Linked DNA regions of Mus musculus: region 2 is linked to region 1. Evidence: chromatin contacts called from public HiChIP or PLAC-seq data. All regions are on one chromosome and are shown on one strand. The core of a region is the stretch at or near the end of the contact, and the rest is flanking DNA. Distances in the headings are between cores, read along the strand shown. Region 1 has its middle 70 kb from the start of Magi3. Region 2 has its middle 28 kb from the start of Gm34548.

What was found. HiChIP or PLAC-seq counts read pairs in DNA pulled down with a chosen protein or histone mark.
Region 2: an HNF4G HiChIP or PLAC-seq map of pancreatic cancer cells shows a contact between it and region 1. The contact joins two enhancer-like sites. A contact is called at or near these places in 1 of 39 promoter capture datasets (stem cell-derived epiblast-like cells) and 1 of 115 datasets of contacts at active chromatin or transcription factors (pancreatic cancer cells).

What each region holds. Positions count from the first base shown.
Region 1 is chr3:104,286,772-104,293,132 of GRCm38.p6, reverse strand. No RefSeq gene overlaps it. Among named protein-coding and RNA genes, the nearest start is that of Magi3, 70 kb to the right of the region's middle. Within about 2 kb of position 3,657, at least 33 of the 459 cell types and tissues checked have an H3K27ac peak or open chromatin away from gene starts, as enhancers often do. A contact at or near this core is called in pancreatic cancer cells, where this site is marked.
Region 2 is chr3:104,705,104-104,711,464 of GRCm38.p6, reverse strand. No RefSeq gene overlaps it. Among named protein-coding and RNA genes, the nearest start is that of Gm34548, 28 kb to the right of the region's middle. Within about 2 kb of position 4,129, at least 46 of the 459 cell types and tissues checked have an H3K27ac peak or open chromatin away from gene starts, as enhancers often do. A contact at or near this core is called in pancreatic cancer cells, where this site is marked.

The DNA of each region.
Region 1 (6,361 bases), core at 2,408-4,907:
TCTCTGGTCACAGTTCCGTACCCACATACCTTTCGAAGGTATGTATGTGCGGACAAAGATGTAGGTATGAGTATGTGTAAGAAAGAAAGATTCCACCTTTCCTATCCCGCATGGAGGAGCGTTTCTAACAACTTAGCTCTCATACATATGTAAACTCTCTTAGCTGGAAAATATCATCTATTAAATTGCTCAAGGTCCTTTTTTAAAAACCTCTGTGATAAATTATTTTCAGAGCTCCGTGTCAGGAAACGTTTGTCTCTCTTGACTAAGGGGCCTGGTTTTTGTTGTTGTTGTTTGCTTGTCTGTTTGTTTTTGTTTTGTTTTGTTTTTTGCTACTGATAGAAGAAAAGTAAGGGACCGCTTTGCGTTTCCCTTTTTGCGTTGGTTACTGGAAAGCTAAAGTTTGAGTATGGGCACGGTCACTTTTTCTTCCTTAGTTTTGCTAACAAAAATTTCACCCTCCTTCCCTTTTGCATTTTTACCTATACTTCATCTGATAAAACGATCATATTCAAAACCAAAACTTGCAAGGTTTATAGCAAATTAAGAATAACGGTTAGGTCTTTTACCCACTGGTTATCTTGAAGTTCGCACATGTAGTTTGTGGTGCGGACTGCTTGCTTTCTCAGTTTCTGCCCAGGTCAATCTCCACCTCCCACAGCTAACTTTTTGTAAAAGAAAGGGAACGTTTGTCTCTCCTGAATATAGGCCTGGGTTTGTTTGTTGTTTGTTTTTGGTTTAGTTTGATTTTTTTTTTTTTTTTTTTTTTTGCTACTGCTAGAAGAAAAGTTGTTGAGAAGAAGAGAAAATTCCAGTGGGTCTCAGGATTCAGAGCGTTCCTGTGAAGGAAAAGCTGAGACACACTTGTTGAAACAGGATGCTTGCTCTTAAGTTTTCCTTTCTGTTTTTAATTTATGGGATTAAAAAAAAAAACCATTTGCTTAATTAGCATCTGCATTTTGTCAGTAATAACCAAGTTACATATTACTTTTCTGTGTTTGAAGTTGGACCCTATTTCTTCAGTTGGGTGTGTTCAGAAGCTGTCATAGGTCCATAAGCCTTGATTTTTTTTCTGAGAATTTTTAGACTCCAAATATTTTGTTCCTATCCAGATGGGAGAAAAATGCACCAGAAATTTTAGTGATTCAGTGTCCTTAGTACATTTTATGGAAAGATGAGAACAGAAGTCTCAGGTCAAGCTATCTTATTTAGAACTTAGAAACTGTGTTCATCTCCTGCTCAACAAGAGGGAAACCGCGCCTGGTACCGAAAGCCTAGCCAACTGCTCAGTGTCAGTGAAGTCGTGGGTACTGGAGAAGAATCTACAGCCACTAATTTATTAAACGGGAATAATTCCTAACAACCATTTAAACATTTGTCCTTATACCCACAGAGAAGTGTGGTCTTAGCTCCTCAGAAGAAAACTTCCCTTTACAACAGACAGATGCTACAATCAATCAATATGCAGAGTTATGGACCCCCATCCCTAATGGATACTCCAACAAAATGTAAGGCCCAGGGAACACTGATGAAGAGCAGGCAGAAAGACTGTAAGAGCCTGAAGTCCAGAATGTGTTGTGAGATTGATTATGTCAAAAGTTACACCCACGAAGTCTCACCAACGTGACTGCCCAAACAAGCTGAACAAGGATAACACCTATGGACATGTTAAAGGAGACAGGGAAAGCCCATGAGGCCTGGACACCATGCAAAGAACCATAGGCAACTGGGGGCAGGGGTGGGGTGGGGGGTGGGGTGTGTCCCCAGGGAAGAACACAGCAATTGATTCTACAGTATTAAATAGTCAGCCCTGAGCTGAGACAAAAGGATGGACCATCTAGAGACTGCCATGTCCAGGGATCCATCCCATAATTAGCCTCTAAATGATGACACCATTGCATACACTAGCAAGTGTTTGATGCAAGGACCATGATATAGCTGTCTCTTGTGAGACTAGGCCGGGGCCTAGCAAACACATAAGTGGATGCTCACAGTCAACTATTGGATGGATCACAGGGCCCCCAATGGAAGAGCTAGAGAAAGTATCCAAGGAGCTAAAGAGATCTGCAACCCTGTAGGTGCAACATTATGAACTAACCAGTACCCCGGAGCTCTTGACTCTAGCTGCATATGTATCAAAAGATGGCCTAGTTGGCCATCACTGGAAAGAGAGGCCCATTGGACAGGCAAATTTTATATGCCCCAGTACAGGGGAACACCAGGGCCAAAAAATGGGAATGGGTGGGTAGGGGAGTGGGGAGGGGAGGGTGTGGGGGACTTTTGGGATAGCATTGGAAATGTAATTGAGGAAAATACGTAATAAAAAATATATTAAAAAAATAGCCAGCCCTGAAAACATACATACTAACATACTAGTAACATTATACAGATGGAGCAGGCTAGATTTAGAAATGTATACATATATATGTATATGTGTGTATACACACACACACACACACACACACATACATATATATTCACACATTTCAAAATATATGTATATATTCTAAATATATGTATGTATATATATGTAATAATAATTAAGAAAGGAAGACATGAGTTTGAAGGAGTGAGGAGGGGTACATGGAAAGGGGAAGGGAGAAATGTTGAAATTATTTTATAATCTCAAAATTTGCCCATCAGAACCTTGCATTTTATGAGGGAATTGGAGAATATAAACTATTACAAGAAAATAGCTATAACCTGCTATGGCTTATTAGTCTAGTTTCATTTTTGTTGCTATGATAATACATAACGAAAGGCGACTTGCAAGGAGAAGGGTTTATTTGGTTTACAGTTCCAGGTTATAGTCTCACTGTGGGGAAGTCAAGGCAGGAACTTGAGGCTGCTGGCTAGTCACAAAGCATGCACCATCAGAGAAAAATGAACACTGAACGTATTTGTGCTCACCTGCTTGCTTGTGCTCAGTCCAATTTCTCTTCTCTTACACAGCTCAGGAGCCTGTGCTCACAGTGGGTTGAGTCTCCCCACATCCATTAAGACAAGCCTCCACAAGCATGCCCACAGGTCATCACACACAATACAGTCAATCCCTTACTGAGACTCTTCCTGGATGATTCTAGGTTGTGTCAAGTTGACAAAACCATCAAAGATACGCTAAGTTAGTATTAGAATCTTGGTATTTATAACTTGATTCCCAAGATTTTCTTATCAAGACCCTTATTGAGCAATGGCTACATTTTCTTTGAATATAGAATTTGTTCCAAAGAACTTTGCAATCCACTAGAAGGCAAGACAAGTTGATTTATAGTGCTAATCACCTTCTATGTGCGATCCATTTGTAATATACCCATCCTAATCATGATCTTACGATAATTTGGTCTAGTAAGCATGCACACACACACACACACACACACACACACACACACACACACACCCCGAGAGAGAGAGAGAGAGAGAGAGAGAGAGAGAGAGGGGGGGGGGGAGGGAGAGGGAGAGGGAGAGGGAGAGAGAGAGAGAGAGAGACTTGTATTTTATAGATGGGAAAATCCAAGTATCTGGAGTTGCTTGGTAAAGTTTTGTAACTCCTACCCCAGCACCCTGTCTCTCCTAGGTTAAAAAGCACACAGTGGTGTTTGTATTAAGGCTTGCTGTGCGGCCCAGAATGGTTACATAGATTAATCGGTCTTAAGTGATTCAGAAGCACTGAGTAAACAGGGGTGTGTATGCACGAATGAACAATCACATACCAAACAGCTTCCAGCCCTAGACATATTTGAAGAAGGGTGCTCTAGGAAGAATTCTAAAAGCTAAGCTCCAGAAGTATGAGTTTATGCAACAGTCTTATTAATATTCTACAAGACTATTTAAAATTGATGGGGATACTACATTGTATCACTAAAAATCCAGAGGACAATAAGAACTCTTTTTAGCTACCAGTGCTGCACGAAGGCTGGGTTCAGGCAGCTCCTAAAGCAAACACTGGACTGCTTTAGGATTTCTGTATAATCATTAATGTATTTGTAAAAAGAGCACAAATAGAGAGGAGTGAGACTGTAGCAGGCAGCCACACTGGTCGTTGTAGGAGAAAGGATCCAAATGAGGAATAGATTTGGGCATTCTTTTTTCCCTTGGAATAATCTGAACCATTGTCTCTGAACTTTCTTTTTTAAATATAAATAAGATGGTCACACAGATGCCAATACTTTAAAAAATTATAATACTGAAAAAAAAATCTAGCAGCTGGTTCATGGTGATGCATGGCTGAGGCCAGAAGACTGTGCTCCAGGCCAGTCTGGGTTGCACTGTAAGGCTCTGTCTCAAAAGAGCAAACAAAACGAAAGGAAACGGATTCCTCTGATGATCCAAAAGGTTTTCAAAATAATAGTTCAACTGATGCTTCTGTTGGTAGAGGCAGCAGGGAAAGACCAAAGTACAGAAAGCGCCATGACTTATACTGCTGCTCATTGTCCATTTTCCTGTTCTCTTTCATTTCTTTTGTCTGTCTGTCTGTCTTCCTGCCTGCCTACCTGCCTGCCTGCCTACCTACCTACCTGGCTACCTGCCTCCCTCCCTCCCTCCCAACCTCCCTCCCTCTCTATTTACATCCCAAATGTTGCCCCTCCCAGTCCCCCCTCACAGAGTTCCTTCTCCATGTCCCTCCTCTTCACATCTGAGAGGAACAGCTCCCCAATCACCACCTTATCCCCCCACCCTGGTGCATCAAGTCTCTGCAGGATTAGGTGCATCCTCTCCCACTGAGGCCAGACAAGACAGCCCTCCTCTATATAAGTGTTGGGGGTGGGGCTTGGACCAGCCTGTGTATGCTCTTTGATTGGTAGCTCAGTGTCTGGGAGCTCCCAGGGGTTCTCCTGCTTTTCTTAGGGAGTCTTGAACCCACTGCCCAAAAAGCACCATGACTTCTCTGAAAACTTTCTGCTTTTGTCAGCCCAAGTTTGCTTCAGCCTTTATGTAAGAAAACCCCAAGATTTATTTGCATTGCAAATTCCAGTGGTTTGCCTGGTAGAGAGGAAACCCAGCCTGCTTTTTGTTAGATAATTAAGAGTGGTTTGTATCTTGTACAAACATTCCTCTTGTTCACTAGGAGAAATGTAGTGGAATATACAGATGTAGAATTTCTACAGTTTCTGCTGCCTCTTCAGGAGAAACCCAGATGGGACAGGGCAAGAACCTGAGAATTCTAGGTCAGCATTTAACAAAGCTGTTTTGTAGTGAGCCCAAAAGTAAATATTTTATTGTTTGCAGGCTGTATGTATGGTCTTTGTTTTAATGATTCAACTCTCTCAAAGTGGTAGTGCCAAAGAAGCCACAAGAAAGTGTGGTTGTGTTTCAGTAAAACTTTACTGATTAAACCTAGCATGCCAGGTATGGCCAGTTTGGCCCATGTTCTAGAGCAGCGATTCTCAACCTTTCTCATGCTGAGGCTCTTTAATACAGTTCTTCATGTTGTGGTGACTCCAATCATAAAATTATCTTCATTGCTACTTTATAACTGTAAGTTTGCTACTGTTATAAACTGTGTTTCCCCATGATCTTCGGTGACCCTTGTGAAAGGGTCCTTCAATCCCATTTGAGGGGTCACGAACCACAATTTGAGAACCACTGTTCTAGAGTTTGGACCAAACTCTTTCCCTTCAGAAGGAGTCAGGTCGTCCTGTATCTGGACAGCTTTTCTTGTATGTCTACACAGTGATTTCTTGAAATTCTTATCTTGCTACCACCACCATTTTCAGCGTGGACCATGGCCGAAGCATCTCTCTGGTTCTGCCTTGCCCTTTCTACCAAATGGTTCCATGTGGCAGCCCACCCTCACCTCTTGAGTCTTTCTTATAAAGTATAAACCCAATCGTATCATTCTCCAATCGTATCTTTGCCTAACGTTCAGAATAAACCAAGTGGCTTACCTTGGCCTCTGTGCCACCAAACCCTGTTTAGTTTCTCTGACCTCAATTCCTGCTACTCTTTAGCCATGAAGACTTCTCAGTGCTTTCCAAACAAACAAAGGCCCACGTTAGGGCCCTTGCACTGGATTTTAGTTCTGCCCCCCAGGCATCTGCTCCTTCTCCTCATACAGGTTTCTGCTTATCTGTCACACTCCCACACTCCATGCACACACACACACACACACACACACACACACACACACACACATCTGATTTACTTTATTCCATATCATCCAGTACTATCGTTCCAAATGTATGTGTGTAATTCTTTTTACCATTTGCTCCCAAACGTGCCAGTTTTACAGCAAAAGGAATTTATGTGCCTTGTTCACTATTGTAATCCCCTATGCCTAGAGCAGTGGCTTGTGTATATCAGGCACTCTGTGTTTGTTGGATACATGATGAATGTGACTGTCCTTTGCAGCTTTTGAAACTGC
Region 2 (6,361 bases), core at 2,880-5,379, 420 kb before region 1:
GGAAGGAAGAAAGGAAGCAAGGAAGGAAGGAAGGAAAGACGGAAGGAAGGAAGGAAGGAAGGAAGGAAGGAAGGAAGGAAGGAAAGAAGGAAGCAAGGAAGGAAGGAAGGAAAGAAGGAAGGAAAGAAGGAAGGAAGGAAGGAAGGAAGGAAGGAAGGAAGGAAGGAAGGAAGGAAAGACATTTAAAGAATCGTTTTTATTAGGACTGTGTTGACATCCTTGGGATGTGAAAGGCACATCTCACCAGGACAGAATGGTCTCCTGGGCCTATTAAGTGCCATTGAGTACAAAACTAAAGCTCTCTAGTGAGTCTTCATCAGATGGGCCAGCCACACACTTCTCCAGGCCCCAGCCAAGCTGAGTGGGCTCCTCCCACTGCCAGCCCCTGCACCCTCCACCTTCCCTTCTTCCCCAGGCACCTGAGTCCTTGCCCCCAACCACCACCAGCACACACGCCTCAGAGAGAACGTGCAGCAGCAGGATCTTGTGCAGGTTGCACTCGGGAGTGTGAATTGGTGCAACCACTTTGGAAAACAAGTTGACATTACCTTTGAAGCTGGAAGGTTTGCTCGCCATGAGACCCAACCTCTTCCTTACAGAGAAGCCGCAGAGATGTGTGCGTGCCCCAGCAGAGGTGGACAAAGGAGTGGGAATGTTCCACACATCCACGGACAAGAGCAGATGACGAAAGAAGCTAAGATGACCCAGAAGTAGGAAGGCAGGAAGAGCTGCGCTCTCCAGCCTGAGCTCAGGGGACGGGACTGCAGGGACTGTGGGGCTTAGATGTCTGAGGCACCTGCCAGCTGCATCTAGCCGGCCACATCTACAAAGGTCAAAAAGCAAAGCTAGGGCTGGTGAGACAGCTCTGAGGGTAAAGGTGTTTACCTCTAAACCTAAGGACCTCATTTCTATCCCAGGGACCCACAAGGAGAAAACTAAATGCTGAAGGTTGTCCTTTGACCTCCAACATATACATCACACAAACAAACGATGTAATTGTAAAAGACCATTTCAATACAAAAAAAGTAAGACAAACATCTTAGTCACATCTACTGATGTGGCAGAAGACTAAAAACCCACAAAATTCAAGCAATTTTTCAAATTCAAAATTCATATAAAAATTTAAAATTTACCTTTTACATTGGGATAAAAAGAAAACAGAAGCTGTTGTTTGGATTTCTAATTCCTGTGCATGACAGGTTCATGGACTAATCACATTTTATTTCATATTAAAAAAAGTTTTGTGAAAAGACTTCACTTTAGCCCGTGCTGGGTTAGAGCTCACTATATAACCCAGGCTCCTGCTAAATCCTCCTGCTTCAACCTATGATATGTTGGGATTACAAATGTGTCCCTTCTATAGACCCCAGCTGTAATTAACACTTTATTTTAAAACTATTTTAGTTTTGTCGAGCCAGGCAGTGATTTGTATGCCTTTAATCCCAGCTCTCAGGAGGCAAAGGCAGGCAGATTTCTGAATTCAAGGTTGGCCTGGGCTACATAAGTAAGTTCCAGACAGCCAGGACTACACATAGAAACTCTGTCTCAAAAAACTATCTTGCTAGCTAGCTAGTTAAAGTAGTTTTGTGGGTCTGGTGATGTAGCTCAGTTGGTACTGTGAGACCCCAATTTAGAGCGTTTCTCCCTGGAAGGTAAAGCCCCTAAAACATTCCCCCAAGCTTGTTTTCCCTGATCTCTAAAACTACAGCTAGAAAGAAGCTCTTTGTTCTCTATAGCCAGCAAAAGCCTTTTTGTTTCAATACCTTACAATCAGAGATAAGATATTTGTAAAAAGACCTAGCCAGGCACTTTCCTGGCTCCCTGTGCCAAGGACACCCCCACCCCCAGAGAAGAGCTGTAGCCAGACTCCTCCCAACTCCTCCTAATTCTCCACTTTTCCTTTAAAAGCCCCCTACTGTTACCGCTCTGGGTCGAACTACCCTGCCCTGCCAGGGCAAGGAGTTCGTCCTCAGCTAGCTGATAATAAAACCTCTTGCAGTTTGCATCAGGTGTGGTTTTCTCTCGAGTCATTGGAGTGCTGGCCAGCTCATCCCAGGACTTGAGCGGAGGCCCAGCTTTGGGGGTCTTACAGTACCTATCATGCCCTAGACCCTAGGTTCATTTCCCTATCATTACTTAAAACCAGGGGTAGTTGCTCATGCCTGTAAACCCAGCAGTCTAGAAGCACACACCCGGTCCTGCCTTTTCCTCATGTTCCAGTATTTTTTAGGGAGATCCTATGAGGCCAAATAATACCTAATCTTGGATATGCATAAAATGCTGGATTTTAAAATTTTGGTGAGAAAATGTCTCAAGGTTGTAGGAGGAAGAGAGTCTAGCTTGAGGAAAGCCAGCTGGGAATAAAGGAGCCCTGACTCTGCTGGGGACAGCTCTGGAGTGAAGGGACAATGCAAGAAAAGAAGGGGAACTGAGGTCCTGGTAACAAGGCTGCAGGGTGGATCTGGCCCACATGGGCGCCCAACTCGGCCACAGCTGGGCTGATGCAGCCTGGGATGGAGCCTGGGATGGGAAGGGACTGTCCCACGTGCCTATAAACCGGACTGGTCCCTCTCTCCAGGTTTCTTTCCTTTTCTTTTGACATCAGGTCATTATGTAGTTCTTATTGGCCAGGAACTCACCATGTAGACCAAGCTGGCCCCAAACTCACAAAGATTTACCAGCCTCCGCCTCCGCCTCCGCCTCCGCCTCCGAGGCTGGGACCTAGGGCATGAGCCACTTACACCCAGCACTTTAGGTTTCTCAAAGGAAAGTTACTGTGGGGTCCCTCTGGCCCCTGGAAACACCTGACTTTTAGGCCCTGAGGAATGCGTGCAGCTGTAATCCGGGCTTTGTGCCCTGAGGGTATTGATATTAGGTTGGTTATGTCAAGGATTTGTGCTGAAAGTGGCTTGGGGTGCTAGGTGCTTAGAAAGTCTCTTTCAGTCATGTATTGGGGGCTCCTTCATGACTGTTACCCTTCCTGCTCAGGTAACTGAGAGTGTGGGGACAAAGAAATGGCCAGCCTCAGCCAGATCTCTGAGTTTGAGGTCAGTCTGGGCTACAAAGCAAGTTCCAGGACAGCGAAGGTGACACAGAGAAGACTTGTCTCAAAAAACAAAAGCAAAAACAAAAGCAAAAAAATCCCAAAGGGCTGGAGAGATGGCTCAGCAGTTAAGAGTGCTTGCCCCTGAAGGTGGAAATGAGTATTTTTACACTGGCCATATTAGAGGTCCCTTCTGCCCATTTAAGACAGGCCAGGGAGTCACCTTTAACATTCGGAATTGCAAGCTTTTTACACTAACCAATCTGCTTTGGGCTCTGTCTGCCCCCCCCCCCCCCTTAGTCTACATGCTGCTGCTATAAGGTGTGGCTTCCTCTTACTTGCTATTGAACCTCCTGGGCTCAGCACAGCACTTGCACACTGCAGGCATGGATTACTAACAGCAGGAATAGGGACAGGAGTCCACATTTACTCAGCTCTTGTGGTTGAATGCCAGGAACTGTTCCGGGTGCCCTCCAGGCATAACACTGTCCACACCAGGCCCAGGAGCAGACCCAGCCCACCCCCACCTCTTTCCTGTCTCTCCCTAGCAAAGGCTTTTTAAAGACTGCACTTCCTCTGCCATTGCCTCATGCAGGCCCCTGCAGACAGGATCAATATTGAGACCCTCACATGGGATCTGGAAGGGGGAAATGGGATGAGACCATGGTGTCCTGTTACTGTGGTTGTGCTCTGGCCAGCAGGGCCATGCAGATGTGAGCTCTTTCCTGCAGCAGGGTCTGGTACCCAGTTACCACCTCAGAGCCAGAGGACAGTTGGCAGCTGTGATGACACTGTGTCTTCTGGCACACAGCCAGATGGGTGGAGCCTGGACCTCAGCAGGGCTCCTGGTAGCTTTGGATACTCAGCAGCTTCCCTCCCATGTTCAGACAGAGAAGAGGACCCTCTGGGGCTCAGCCCTGCCTCTACCTCTGCCTCCAGCCCCACCCCTATCTCAAACCACTTTCTCTTCAGAACTCCTGCAGTGGCTGCAGGGAGCTGAACCCTACTGACTCACATGTGCAAGGAGCATTAGTTTTACAGGCCCAGAGCCATGAGGCCAGTGAGTGACAGGCTTGACCTCAGGTTTTCCTGACCTCAATCCTCACCCTTCCTCACAAGAGATATTGATGCTGGGTGCCAGATGAGGGAGGGTGACACGAGGGCTCCAAGGCAGAGTTTTGGGCTGACCCCATGACCCCATACCAGCAGGTCTTGCCACACATGGTGCTTGGTCCTGCCACCTGAGCACTACCCCAGCACAGCTTCCTGGCGACAGTCCCGAGGCTGGCATGATTCATATGGAGCCGAGGGAGTACAAGGCTGCCTGGGAGAGCCAGGCTCACTAAGCACCAACATGGTGGTACTAGGGGCTGCCAGCCCAGATGGGTGGTGTTACAGAAATGCTTCAGAGGTCGTTTCAAAACTGAGGAGATCAGAGCTAAGGGGACGTGTCACCAGGCTCATGGCTTAGGAGGCTAGCTTAGGTGACCACCTTGGTTTCATCAATATCTCAGGGTTGAATGGCACTCAGATTCTAAACTAGCATGTCTCCTCCTCACCCGAGTGTGCACCAGGACACCTAATGGATACTGTTCCATCAACTGCCTGGGCTGGAACGTTCCTGCCTGTCTATGGAGAAGACAAGGCCTGTTGTATGGTCAGGACAGTAAATCAAAGTTGCTGGTTGATGCCCAGGTGGCTCAAATGACACGGACCTTGGTCTGAGAACTCCAAAGGCATTGAGATAAGGAAGCCAGGTGGGATCTCCAGTTATTCACTCACTGTCTTACACATTCAACAAATATTTGAGCACCACTACATACCTCACCCTTGGCTGCTCCCCAGAAATGGAATGTTCAGACATTCTGAGGCTATCACATTCCCTGGAGGAAAGCATTTTCCTGTTTCCTTGGTGACTACTTCTCCTTTCACTGATTATCTCAGGCAGGTGAGTTCCATGTTTCTTTTTTTCTTTCTTTTCTTTCCTTCTCTCCTTCCTTCCTTCCTTCCTTCCTTCCTTCCTTCCTTCCTTCCTTCCTTCCAGTCTCTAATTATTTATTTATTTTATGTATGTGAGTACAATGTTGCTATCTTCAAACACACCAGAAAATGGCATCAGATACCATTACAGATGGTTGTGAGCCACCATGTGGTTGCTGGGAATTGAACTCAGGACCGCTGGAAGAGCAACCAGTGCTTTTAACCGCTGAGCCATCTCTCTAGGCCCTGTTTCTTTCTTTCTTTCCACAATTTCTTTAGATGTGTCCTAGGACCACCTGTTTGGTTATCAGGTTATCAGGACTCAACGTCACTGTTAACAGTGCACTTACCAAGATAAGGCACCAAGGTGGATTTCTGATGGAAAGAAAGGAAGGAGAGAAGGAAAGAAAAGAAAACAAAGCCAGGCATGGTGGTGTATGCCTTTGATCCCAGCACTTGGGAGGCAGAGGCAGGCAGATTTCTGAGTTCGAGGCCAGCCTGGTCTACAAAGTGTGTTCCAGGGCAGCCAGGGCTATACAGAGAAACCCTGTCTCGAAAAACCAAAAAAAGAAAAGAAAGGAAAGGAAAAGAAGAGAAAAAGAAGAGAAAAAAGTTCCCGGATGGTCATAGCTATTTACACAGAGAAACCTTATCTCAAAAATAAATAAATAAATAAATAAATAAATAAATAAATAAATGAAACTATCTCACCAGGAGGTGGCACGTCTTTAGTCCCAGCACTTGGAAGGCAGAGGCAGGTGAATCTCTGAGTTTCAAGCCAGCCTGTGCTACAGAGTAAGTTCTAGGACAGCTAGAGATACAACAGAGAAACCCTGTCTCAAACAAACAAAGAAAGTGCCACCGACAACCCCAGTTGGATATGGGGGTCCCTGGAATGAGAGTCCTTGAAGCTAGGTGGGTAAGGATTCGGTGGTGACAAACAGAAACAAACACAGAGCCAGTTTGAATCTGAGTGTATTTTGCAGCTCTCAAGCAGGGGATTTTACACATTAAAACAAACAAACAAACAAACATTACAACTCTTAGAAACTGTATCCAGTGAAACAATCACAAATATCAACAAAAATCATTCGACATAGTAAAGCATAAAAATCATCCAAGCATTACAACTCTGATACTATGTATTCAGTGAATCATAAGCAGAACAGGTAACATCATTATTAATGTAAAGCATCAAAATGTAACAATTCTAAAAGGATGTATTCAGTGGGGCAGTCATCCAAGACTAGAGGCATATTTCCAAGAGCAGGTTAATAAATCTTTATGCTCAATTATTGTTTAACATTTAATGTCTGATTTTTTATAAATCTTCAATAA